Linked DNA regions of Mus musculus: regions 2 and 3 are each linked to region 1. Evidence: chromatin contacts called from public HiChIP or PLAC-seq and Micro-C data. All regions are on one chromosome and are shown on one strand. Each heading gives the region's core, a stretch centred on a gene start, on an enhancer-like site or on the middle of the called end of the contact. The rest is flanking DNA. Distances are from core to core; before and after follow the strand shown.

What was found. A called contact is a pair of places that touch in the nucleus more often than the background predicts. HiChIP or PLAC-seq counts read pairs in DNA pulled down with a chosen protein or histone mark.
Region 2: a Micro-C map of embryonic stem cells shows a contact between it and region 1, with 2.2 times the contacts expected there. The contact joins two enhancer-like sites. A contact is called at or near these places in 1 of 39 promoter capture datasets (pre-B cells), 2 of 15 datasets of contacts at CTCF or cohesin (large pre-B cells and pro-B cells), 15 of 484 Hi-C or Micro-C datasets (B cells, the Ba/F3 cell line, CD4 T cells and 9 more), 8 of 115 datasets of contacts at active chromatin or transcription factors (the HPC-7 cell line, T-cell acute lymphoblastic leukemia, acute myeloid leukemia and 4 more) and 1 of 9 other capture datasets (embryonic stem cells).
Region 3: a FOXA1 HiChIP or PLAC-seq map of pancreatic cancer cells shows a contact between it and region 1. The contact joins two enhancer-like sites. A contact is called at or near these places in 1 of 115 datasets of contacts at active chromatin or transcription factors (pancreatic cancer cells) and 1 of 9 other capture datasets (pancreatic islet).

Annotation. Positions count from the first base shown.
Region 1 is chr11:86,576,016-86,579,843 of GRCm38.p6, forward strand. No RefSeq gene overlaps it. Among named protein-coding and RNA genes, the nearest start is that of Mir21a, 6.2 kb to the right of the region's middle. Within about 2 kb of position 1,391, at least 192 of the 459 cell types and tissues checked have an H3K27ac peak or open chromatin away from gene starts, as enhancers often do. A contact at or near this core is called in CD8 T cells, Th1 cells, bone marrow-derived macrophages and 5 more, where this site is marked.
Region 2 is chr11:86,834,698-86,838,293 of GRCm38.p6, forward strand. The region is part of intron 4 of Gm33742 (a long non-coding RNA gene); the gene reads right to left. Among named protein-coding and RNA genes, the nearest start is that of Gm51288, 16 kb to the right of the region's middle. Within about 2 kb of position 1,909, at least 62 of the 459 cell types and tissues checked have an H3K27ac peak or open chromatin away from gene starts, as enhancers often do. A contact at or near this core is called in CD8 T cells, Th1 cells, bone marrow-derived macrophages and 4 more, where this site is marked.
Region 3 is chr11:86,951,112-86,955,056 of GRCm38.p6, forward strand. All of the region lies in intron 2 of Ypel2 (yippee like 2), which reads right to left. Among named protein-coding and RNA genes, the nearest start is that of Gm51915, 30 kb to the right of the region's middle. Within about 2 kb of position 2,215, at least 94 of the 459 cell types and tissues checked have an H3K27ac peak or open chromatin away from gene starts, as enhancers often do. A contact at or near this core is called in pancreatic cancer cells, where this site is marked.

The sequences.
Region 1 (3,828 bases), core at 141-2,640:
CAGGCCTCTTTCTGTCTCAGCCTCTCAAGTAACTGAGACTTCAGACACACACTGGTGTGGCCAAGGAAAAGAATTTATTAAAGGATGTTAACCCCCACATGGAAAGAGTCTGAAGAATGGAGACTGAGGTCTAGTGAGTCAGCCACTGTAACAAAGGGTAGAAAGAGTTAGTTAGGAACTTTTTTACTTCCTTCTGCAGGGACTAGGAAACCCCCTCCCTGCCCCCAACACACACACAAGGTCTCATGCATCCCAGGGTCACCTCTGACTTGCTAGGATGACCTTGAACTTATTTTTACCTAGGTGATGGGTGTAGAGGCACCTGATAGGTGCATAGGCCCCTGTGGAGACCAGAAGAATATATGGGATCCCCTGGAACTGGGATGCTGTCACCCCAAACTTGGGTCCTTGGGAATAACAGCAAGTGTTAACTACTGAGACTATTAAGCCATCTCCTCCTGAGGTGTGGCCTTAAGTCTGTCATCATCTCCTCTATGTTGGGATTATTGGTTTGCAAAAAATTGGTATGCAGTGCATGGCCATAGACCCAGGGCTTCATGCATGCTAGGCAAGCTCTCTGCCACTTAAGCTACATCTTCTCTATGGATTCTTTGTACAAGTGTTTTGCTTGTATGTGTGTGTGTATGGGTACCATGAAAATGCCCAGCGCCCACAGAAGTCTGAGGGCAATGGATCCTTTGGAAGAACAACAGGTGCTCTTAGCAGCAGAGCTGTTTCTCCATCTTTGCTTCCTTTATCTTTGAAGGAAGCAAAGGCAGAGAGAGCATCTGAGAATTGAATTGATTGCTACATGCTTAAGAGACCACACAGCATCCCTCTCGCTGAAATGCCTGCTTATATCTTTACAGATTGGGCATCTCATTATGCCAGATCCCATGAGAACCCTTGTGGTCTTTGAAAACAAGGCAGGAACTTACAAGTGGAATTTGCTTTCCCCATTCTCCACCCCAGGAGTCCACACAAGTTAAGCCTCTCTTGCTGAACTCTGATGCTCCTGCAAGGTGGTATCACTGTGGTTACATGTCATTTATTCTGAATATCTATTCAGTCAGCTTCAGTAAGCAACAACTCTTCTACTAAATAACATGTAAACAACCTCAGCATCAAAGCAGTCAAGTGGAAAGCTGTCTTCACCATAAACTCCAGAAGGTGCAGAGGAGCCTTTGGGTTTGGCAGAGGTGGCTGGGAAAAGCCCTCACTCTGTCTTGAATACACATCTGGGCTCCTGGCTACATCCAGCGGAACATAGCAACACCCAGTACCCAGCTTTTCTCCTTATATAGAAAGACCATCTATGCAGGGATCACCACCCTGCAACCTCACTGGGAGGAGCCACTGGCTCAGCCAGCAGGACACAACAGGAGAGAGGAAGTTTTAGAGTTTCCTGTGACTCAAAGCACTAGTCACATTTCAGCAAGTGATCAGACAAGTGAAGGCTGCTGGTACTTCCGGAAAAGCCTGGAGGGCCTTTGTGTGGGATCCTGCAAGGTCCAGTGTGTGTGTCAGCTGAGCAGTGTGGGGATAACATTTCTAGGATCGAGAAACCTGAGTGGGCACCTCCCCACACCTACGCCTTTTATAAATCTTTCTTAGAGGGTAGCCATCTTCTGTCTCCCCTTACTATCTTTGAGTGGTGCGTGCATGTGGGTGTCAGATGTTCTGTCATTGACAACTTTAATTTTTTAAGGTCTCTCCTAGAACTCACTAATTAGGCCAGAGAGCTCTGGGGACCCTGTGGCTTCTGCTCCCTAGGGATAGGGTACAGATGTGGATGCTGGGGAATCCACTCAGGGTCTCAAGCTTGTGTGGCAAGCACTTTACACACCGAGCCATCACCCTAACCCGTCCTCGTTTCTCTTGCCTCTTTTACTCTGGCCTTGGCCCATACCCCAGCCTCTATTTGTCAAGTAGCCCCTAACTAGACTGCCACAGTACTCACTCAGCACGTGCTGTAGGCTGTGCACACAGTGGGCCCTTACAGAGATAATATTCTAGTGGCTAAAACAGATTGAACACAGAAAAGGGCAAATGAGTTGTAAATTAAGTACTTTGCTTTGTGTTGGTGGGACTGGAGATCCAATCTGCAGCCTCCTCAAGAAAACAAAACAGACTACAGCAAGGAGTAGAGGACTTGAGTAGACTGATCCAGCGAGTGATATTCTCTCTCTCTCTCTCTCTCTCTCTCTCTCTCTCTCAGGGCAGGGTCTCATCCAGCCTAGGTTGGCCTTCAACAGCTGGTCCTTCTCCTCCCAAGGGCTGGGATTACGGGCTAAGCCACCACACCTAGCTTCTAACCTCTTGCCAAGTCCCCTCTGACCAGCACGCCTTCTCTTGACTCATAGCTGCCTTCAGCTCTAATGCCAGTCTAGGACAACATCCTTTACTTCTTAATCAGAAACTGATTCCTTTACCTTAAAAGAAAGTTTTTTTTTTTTGTTTTTGTTTTTTTTTTGTTTTTTGACAAGGTCTCACTACACAGCTCAGAATGACCTCAAATTTGAAATTGCTCTGCCTCTGCTTTCAAAGTGCTGAGATCATGGAGGACTGACACCATAATCTGCCTTTTTTTTTTTTTTTTTTTTTTAAAGTGTGCTGATGCCGTTCCAGGCACTGATGATTTCACTTGGTTGTCAGGAAGATTAAAACAGGTAACTCAAGATGGCAAACCACTCCGAAAATGAAGGAAGGTGCATGCCTTTTACCCCAGAGAGATCTCGGCCAATCTCAGGCCAGCTGGGGCTACAAAGTGAGACCTTGTCCCAAAATTGAAAAGGAAAAAAAAAGGCCTATACAAATATGAATTGTTTAGTAATCATCGTTGTTACTCACAAGAGCACCCTGGGAAGCTGGCCAGGCAGGAAAGCTGGGGATCGGGGTGGGGAACGGACCAGCTCTTTGAACCCTGTGACACAGGAGGGCTGAAAAGCTGCCTGGCTTCTTAGGCGGGGCTTGGTTTTCTGCTTTCTTCCGTTCCCCACCAACTCAGTTGATCACAAGATGCAACTTGAACTTTTGCACTGATTTCCACACCAGAGTTCGTAAGAGCTGAGACACCAAGGCCTCGATGTCCACTTCCTTGTTTGTGCCCCCGCTATGCACAAACAGCGGAACCACCCAGTCTCAGTGCTCTCCTGAGGTTGCAGTGAGGACTAAACGATAAGCTTGACGTGACGCTGAAGACAGTGTCTGGTACAAAGCAAGCAATCCTGATCAAAGTTACAGAAACCCACTGTGCTTCCTGGTTCAGGGCGTATCAGAGAGGTCTCTGTGGGAAGGGGACGGTGCAATGGGCAGAGTAGAGGTGCTTGGAGCATTGAGAGCATGGCCAAACGGTGTAGGCTTTGCGCCATGTGGGGCTTAGCAGTCTTCCAACAAGTGACCCAGGAGCACCCTCGGGAGGCCCAGGACCCCATCTCCAGCCGGGTGGGGGAGGGGCTGCAGAGAGCGGCTTCCTCGCTTTATTCGAGGCCTTCTTGGAAGGTGGCTGGGCTGAGGACACCATTCCCTTCGGCCATGGCCAGTGAGCCAGGCTTGGGAGCGAGGAGTAATGCACAGTGGTATGGAGCACACGGTGAGAAGAGGGAGGGAGGCAACTGGGAGTGCCAAGCTCCAGCCAAAGGACCATCACTTTTCACAAAAGCTCGCTACCCCAAAACATTTTTTCTTTTTGATTTTAGACAGCCTAGAATACAATTAGGCAATGCTGTCCAGCTGGGTCAGTCCAAAGAGACTCCAAGAAAAAGTGCTTATTTCCCAACGAGGGGAGCAGAGAGTGGCAAGAGGCTTCCCAGAATTAGCAAGAATTTG
Region 2 (3,596 bases), core at 659-3,158, 260 kb after region 1:
TGACGCACACACAGTTTTTGGAGGTATGTTTTCACATACCCTAGGCTAGCATCGTAACCAGTCAAGCATGAGGATGGCCTTGACCCTTCTGACCCCCCTGACTTTATCCCCCAAAGTGCTGGGCATGTAGTCATGCCTTGCTTGTTACAACCTTTCTGCTATGCTAGGGATGGAGCCCAGGGCTTCATGCATGCTAGGCAAGCATTTTACTAATTGACCCCCAGCCCCAGCCCTTGGGTTTTCTTTCTAAGGGAAGGGTGAAGAAAAGGTTATATTCTCAAGCATTGTTGTTTATAAGATGTGACTCTTTGCATTATAAAAAGCAGTCTTATAAAGCTGCTGGCAGGGGTGGTGTCTAAGGCTCTGAGTCTAAGGCCAGCCTGGTTTACCGTAAAAGTTCCAGGACAGCCAGGGCTACACAGAGAAACCCTATCTTGAAAATCAAACCAACCAAACAAAAGTCGTCCATTCACGTGGTCAATGACCTAAGCTGAAACCTCAGTCATTACACAGGGATTAGTTTGCATGAGAAGGTGTTTGAGGAAGGTAGGGAGGCAGCAGAGAGAACTAGGATGGAGACAACAGCTGGCAACCTCATCCCATTAACACGATAAAAGGCTAGGTTCTTGTCCACGTAGCTAGAACCGTAAGGATGTTTTTGTGGTTGTTGAATGTCCTTTTCTGTGTCCATGCTGATTTTCCTTATTGCCTTGTTTCCCCAAGACAACCAAGTGACCTCGCCTGAGGATTGTTGTTACTCTGTGAAAACTGTTTATCTTTGGTAAGGGAACGCTCTGAGACCAGCTGTGGGCTGCCAACTACAGGGTATCAGGGCCATTTTTTTTCTCTTTTCTTTATTTGTGTGTGTCCGTGTGTGTAGGTGAGCACACATGCCTGTGAAAGCCAATGGTTGATATGTCATGTTTTTCCAGTCTCTCATGCTTTGTTATTTTGTTGTTGTTGTTTATTTGCACAGAATTCTATTACACAGAATCTCACGTAGCTCATACTGGCCTGGAACTCACAGTGTGGCTCAGAATGGCCTTGACTTTCTGATCCTGCTTGTCCTTCCTGAGAACTGGGGTGATAGAGCTACACCACCCCACCATTTTTCAAGGAATACTTGGGATAGGGCCTGCAGCTTGATGTAAACTAGGCAAGCACTCTACCAACAGCTTGAATTCCATCACCTTATTTGTTTAAAGATTTTATTTACTTTTATTGTATGTGTCTCAGTATCTATGCACCATGTGTGTGCAGTGCACCTGAAGGCCAGAATGGGGAGTCAGACCCCCTGAAACTGGAGTTAGGTATAGTTGTGAGCTGCCATTTGGGAATTAAACCTCGGTTCTCTGGAAGAGCAGCAAGAACTCTTACCCACTGAGTCATCTCTCCAGACCTGGCCACTTTGTTACAGTTACGTTTCAGGGTTGTTTGGTTGTTTTTGTTATTTTGTTTTGTTTTTGAGACAGGAATTCACTGTGTAGCCTTGGATAGCCTTGAATTCACTATGTAAGCCAGGCTGGCCTCACACTCTCAGAGATCCACCTGCCTTTGCCTCCTTAGCTGCCACTATATTCTTTGAGGCAGGGTCACTGGCCACTGAAGTTTCCAGATCTGCATGCAGGAGCGCCTGGATATTGCATTTAATGAAGACTTTACCAACAGAGCTATCTCCCCACCCCCAGGGCCATTCCCCCTCCACTTTCTCAGTCAGGTCCTAGGCTTGGAATTGTACAAAACCCAGGTGACAACGTATAACTAAATGTGGAAGAAGGAGGCTCTCCCTGTTTCTCTACAGTTGTTGAGCAACTCCTTAAGTTGCTGCTTCAGGAATGCTCTTGGCCTAATGGCAACACCCTTTCTACAATAGGGGCAGAGGTGAGAGGGAGCTACTGCCCTCCAGTGGCTCCTATGGTAACTACATCAGGGACTGCATTGCTCAGGCAGGGCCATCAGGAAAGACCAGGGTAGAACAGAGCAGAGGAAAGTAGATTTGACTAGCGAAAGAACTAGTAAGATTTCAGGCATTACTGCAAATGTGACCTAATAAACTCAGCTCTGTAAAGGACAGAAAAATTATAGATTATATGAGCTGTAGGTTTTCAATAATTACATACTTCCTTTATAGCCAGAGAAGGTATATGCAAAGTGTAAGTATTCATATTGCACTAACAGGAATCACAAAAGCTAGACACACTGGATAAGTAAGCCAGATGTGGTGTGTCACACTTGCAATCTCAGTGCTTACAAGGTGGAGGCAGGGGCATAGGGAATTCATGGATAGCCCTGGCTACATGGTGAATTTGAAGCCAACCTGAGCTACAATGAAACCCTGTCTCAAAAAGCAACCTGGGGCCAGAGGGATTGCTTGATGGTTAAGAATACTTGTCACATTGCAGAGGACCTAGATTCAGTTCCTAGCACCCACATGACACTAACAGCCATATGTAGCCCTGGTTCCAGGGGATCCAATGTCCCCTTAGGTCTCCATAGGTACTGCATCTGTGCAGTGTATAGACATACACACAGGCAAAACACTCCAGAAAATGAAATAAACTAATCTCTTGGCTGTTTAAAAAACAAGCAATCAAAAACTAGATGAGGTTACAAAAAATTAATCAATGTTATATAAAATTTAAAATTTTAAATTTAAATTGTGGGAGGATGTTAAAAAATTGAAATCTACGCCAAAGATAATAGTGCAACTGCTATGGCAAAAAAAAAATGGAAGTGCTTCAAAAATTAAGCATATGGTACAATATTGATAAAGCATTTCCACTCAAAAGTGCCTACTGACCACAATTGAGGTCAGGGACCTGACTAAATAATTATATCATTTTTGATGGTAACAACCAAAATGTAGGAACAACCCAAATGTCTACTGAGAGATGAATGGGTACAGAAAGTTTGTAAATACATACAACAGACATTATTCAGCTTATAAAAGAAGATTAAAAGGACATTGTCATTCATGGTACAACGTGAATGAGTCTCCTAGCCAGGACGAGCCAGTCACGTCATGGAGACAGAGAGTGGAACAGTCATGGCCAAAGAGAGCGAGCGAATGGTTCCTGTTTGCCAGGTACAGAAAATAGATTTGGTTTTGTTGTTTTGGTTTGGTTTTGTTCTGGAGATGGAACCTAGGTTTTTCTGCTTGGTAGCAATCACTGTGTCACCGAGTTGAACTCCCAACCAGAAATTGTGCTAGCATTCTAGAGCTAGGTGATTGTGATGGCTTTATGAGTTGTTAATGTTAAATGAATTCATCTTTTTTACAAAACCTCATTTGGACACATTGAAAACTAATCCCTGCATTCCTTTTGTTATGCAACTTTGTACATGTGCGTGTGTGTGTGTGTGTGTGTGCACGCGCGCACACACACACACACACAAATGCATTCCTTTCTTTTTTTTTAAAGATCTATTTATTTATTTTATGTATATGAGTACACTGTCGCTGTCTTCACACACACCAGAAGAAGGCATCAGATCCCATTACAGATGGTTGTGTGGTTATGTGTGGTTGCTGGGAATTGAACTCAGGACCTCTAGAAGAGCAGTCAGCGCTCTTAACTTCTGAGCCATCTCTCTAG
Region 3 (3,945 bases), core at 965-3,464, 380 kb after region 1:
AGCTTAACAATCTCTCACTGAAGGCTTCTCAGGAGCCTGAGGAAGAGATGGAAAGCTGACTCAATCCCTCAAGCCTCCTTTTCTTTGGTAACTTTGATCTTTTGGTCTTTAAAAAAAAAAGTTTTTATGTGTCCAAGTGATTTATATAGGCTTGTACATGAGCGCCGCATCACATGTATGCCTGGTGCCCAGAGGTCAGAAGAGGGCATCAGATCCCCTGGAACTAAACTCATGGCTGTTCATGCTTTATCATAGGGGTGCTGAAAATCAAATCCAGGTCTACACCAAGAGCAACAAGTACTCTTGACAGCTTGATCCTTCCCCAGCCTCTCTCTTAGAATGACAAAGGGTGAAGCTTCAAATGTCTTCATAAGAAAAGAATGAGGTTCGTGAGTTCAAGACCAGCCTGGAATAGAAGAGGAGATTCTGACTCAAAAGTGCTTGAGACATAAGAATGGAAACGTGACTTAAATATAACATTCAGTGACTCTTGGTACAGTCACAGGTTGTACAATCATTGTCACTGTCTAATTCCAGAACATTCTCACACTCCAAAAAGAAATCTCACAGCACCAGGGACCAATCATCCTTTCTCTCTCCTGCCTCGGCGTCTGCTAGGCAGGCTCACTTCTACCTCCATAGCGCTGCACAAGGCACTATACTTAAGAGGCGTTAGAGCATCTCATCAGGGTGGTAACGAGTGTTTCAGTAGAGGGACAGGAGGATTAGTAAGATCTTTTCCTTTGGAATTTTGGCTGGCGCCACCCCTGACCCAGCAGGAAACAGATGTGGCATGTTATGAGAAAGGGTCAGGTCAGCCACTTTCCTATTATTCAGTCTCATTCTTTTCTCTTTATATCATTAATGTCTTGGGGGGGGGGAACGGATCTAGTATCAGGGCAACAGGCTGGAACCCAAGTAAATAGCGCTAGATCCTCCCTGGACCATGGAAAGGTGTAAGAGTGGGGAATCTAGAAATGCTAGAAACTCCCAGAATGAGAACACATGTGCGGTTTAGCTACGAGCAAGGATTTCTGCAAGGGACTTCTCCCATCATCCCTACAACAACAAGTGTCAAAGGAAATGGACTCACATGGAAACAGGGGAGACGGGTTAATTATAAAGGAATTTCCTGACTGTGATTTCCACACTGGGACATAGGTCACCATTCGTGTATCTTCATGACTTACCCAAAACTTTCACATAGGGATTGGTGTGAGCCTGGCACAATGGTGTGCCTTGTAATCCCAGCACCGGAGTCAGAGGCAGAAGCAGAAGAACTGCCTCCGGGTTGCTGAGCTGAGTACCATATGACCCAGAGTGACTTACAATAGGGAGACAATGTCAAAAACAGAAAAAAAAGGAGCTCTTGCGGGATGGCCTCCTGGAGGTCGCTCCTCCATAACTTTGGCCTATGGGTCCCATTCACCCTCCCCTTCTTTAAGCACACAGAAGGTGGGGTGGAAGGGACTGGTTCTAAAGGAAGAAATATCTGTTGTGCACAGAGGATCCAGGGCCTTGGTGCTTCCATTCATTGCCAAAAGTCTGGGGTCTATGCCTGGTGGTGTTGAGACCTACCCCACACCTGTTGAGCCATGTGTCCAGTAGTTTCAAGGCTGGGCCTGAGGACCTGATGCCCCTGCTCACAGTCATGTCTGCCTCATGTTTGGTAATGAGGATGCTGGCAGCTTTGGTGCTTAGAAAGCCTTGGGCCAGCTCTCACTGGCTGCACATCCCTGGGTGAGTCACTCCTGAGCCTTGGGCACCCACATACAGAAAGAAAGGTTTGAGAACAGTGCTAGACGGGGATGCTGTGATAACTAAGCTCATGTGTGCGTACAGTAGGCATGCAGCCTGCTACATAGAAAGGTCTTACTAAGCTTCCTCAATAAGTGTTTCCTTTCATACAAGGATAGCTTTTAGGGAGCTCACAACAGGCCTCCCAGACTCCCTTCCAAATCACCACAGGCTCTGTCCCCACTGTGCTAGGGCCTCAGATAGACTTGGTGAACTAAGGGCAGGCTAAGCCTCCCAGGCCGTGGCAGTGGGTTTGAGTGGTAAATCCCCACATAAGCACAACGTGAGAAGACAGATGTTGCCAGCTCGAAGCGGTCCTCTGCTCAGAGAAACAAGGACTGGCAAAGACACAGTCTTCAGCTCCACAGAGTAGAGGACGCCGCCCCAAACCACACACCCTGTCCCCTAGGACAAAGGCTGGCTGGCGAGTCACCCTCACAAGGCCTGCTTAGGAAAGCGACCTTTTCTGAACTGGCCACTGGGAGTGGTGGAATGATGTAATGGCAGCCAGCTACTGGGCCCTTTGCAATTCAAACATAAAACTAAAAACTTCTAAAAGAGTATTCATGTTGGAGGTCAAAGTCACCAGGGCCTTTGAAAATAATTCAGAGTTACTATTATCTAAAGATGCTGTGCTCAAAGTACAAATACCAATATTTATATTTCATAATCAATATTTAAAATATATCAAGCAATATAAAAATCAAAATATCTGCTGACTCATATTTCAGTCTGCACCACTCCCGAAATCCATGGGTCACTTGCTAATGAAATACCCTTAGAGTTCTAAGGATAACTGTGCAGTCTGTGGTTAAACCAATGGACTCCCGAAGAATAAACTTCTAGCACCTTCCAAGGCTAAAGCCACACGCTCTACAGAAACAAACAAACAAACAAACAAACAAACCCACCCCATGCTTTCCACATACTTTTAGCAATTGCTGCAGTGAAATTGGAGAGTTAATAATGCATGAGACTGAAGTGGTTCACTGTAGGGGGGTGGGCAAGGGCAAGATGGCACAGCGGGTTAAGACACTCGCCAAGTCTGATGACAAGTTAATTCCCCAGGTCACATGGTAGAGAGAACCACACAATATGTAGTAAACTCTTGAAAAAAACAAAGTGGGGGGGTGGGGGGGCTTAGGGGGAAGGCTGGATGTAACAGTCATGGCTCATGCTGATATGGTACTTACTATGCCTGGTATATGATCTGAACACAATCCTCCAAGCAATATGATGAGGAAATTAAATTAACCCCACCCAACCACTTTGCAGATGCAGAAAGCACAAAGTGGTTAAGAAATAAATAAGCAAGCCCTGGAAAATTAAGCTTGGGTAACAAGGGTATTGTGTATACATGACACCCTAAAGAAGGGACTTAAATGAATGTACTATCAGGCTCCGGAGTTGTTACAGGCTACAATGCATGTTATAGTTTAAGTAAAGCCCAGAGCCTACAGGAACCTCCAGCTTCCTACAGCTTGTGTAGGTCAAAGTCTATGGCTTCTGACTTCAGGTCCCGAAATTTCCCGAGCAGGTGTTCACTGGGGAAAGCTGTCCCTTTAATGACGAGAGGATGGGACAATCCGTCAGAACTGGTGAAATCTCACAGGCTAGTCAAATGCCTCTGCTCCAATGCCATACTTACTTAACGGTACAGATTTAATCATCTCGCTCAAGTGAGTTTACCTTCAAGGAGGCAGCACAGAGTGCAAGCCTTCAGGGTTAAGCACACCACTGTGAGTTAACGAATTCGAATTCTGACTTGCCAGTCAGCTTCCTATGAGTTTTGTTACATACAGTGAACCAGTTCAGAGTTGGTTTGCTCTGAGTAAACGAAAGAGAAAACAAAAACTTGATTTATGGGCCTCCAGTGTTTAAGGCTGAGGACCACCCAGGGAATGCTCTGCACCCCGGACTAAAAACAGCTTCTCCAACTCACTACTCAATGATTGTTGCACAACACTTGAAATAAATAATTCAAAGCTAAGACGTTAGCTTTTAGCTTTTTTAGGCTCCTTAAAAATCCTGCCCTTGACAAAGGAGGATTAGAAGGTTGTTTGGGACATTCAGAGCAAATGTTCCCTCCGGTGACCACGGTCCCTTGGAAGTCCGTGTGGTGGGCTGAGCTCAGTGTCCTGGAAGCCC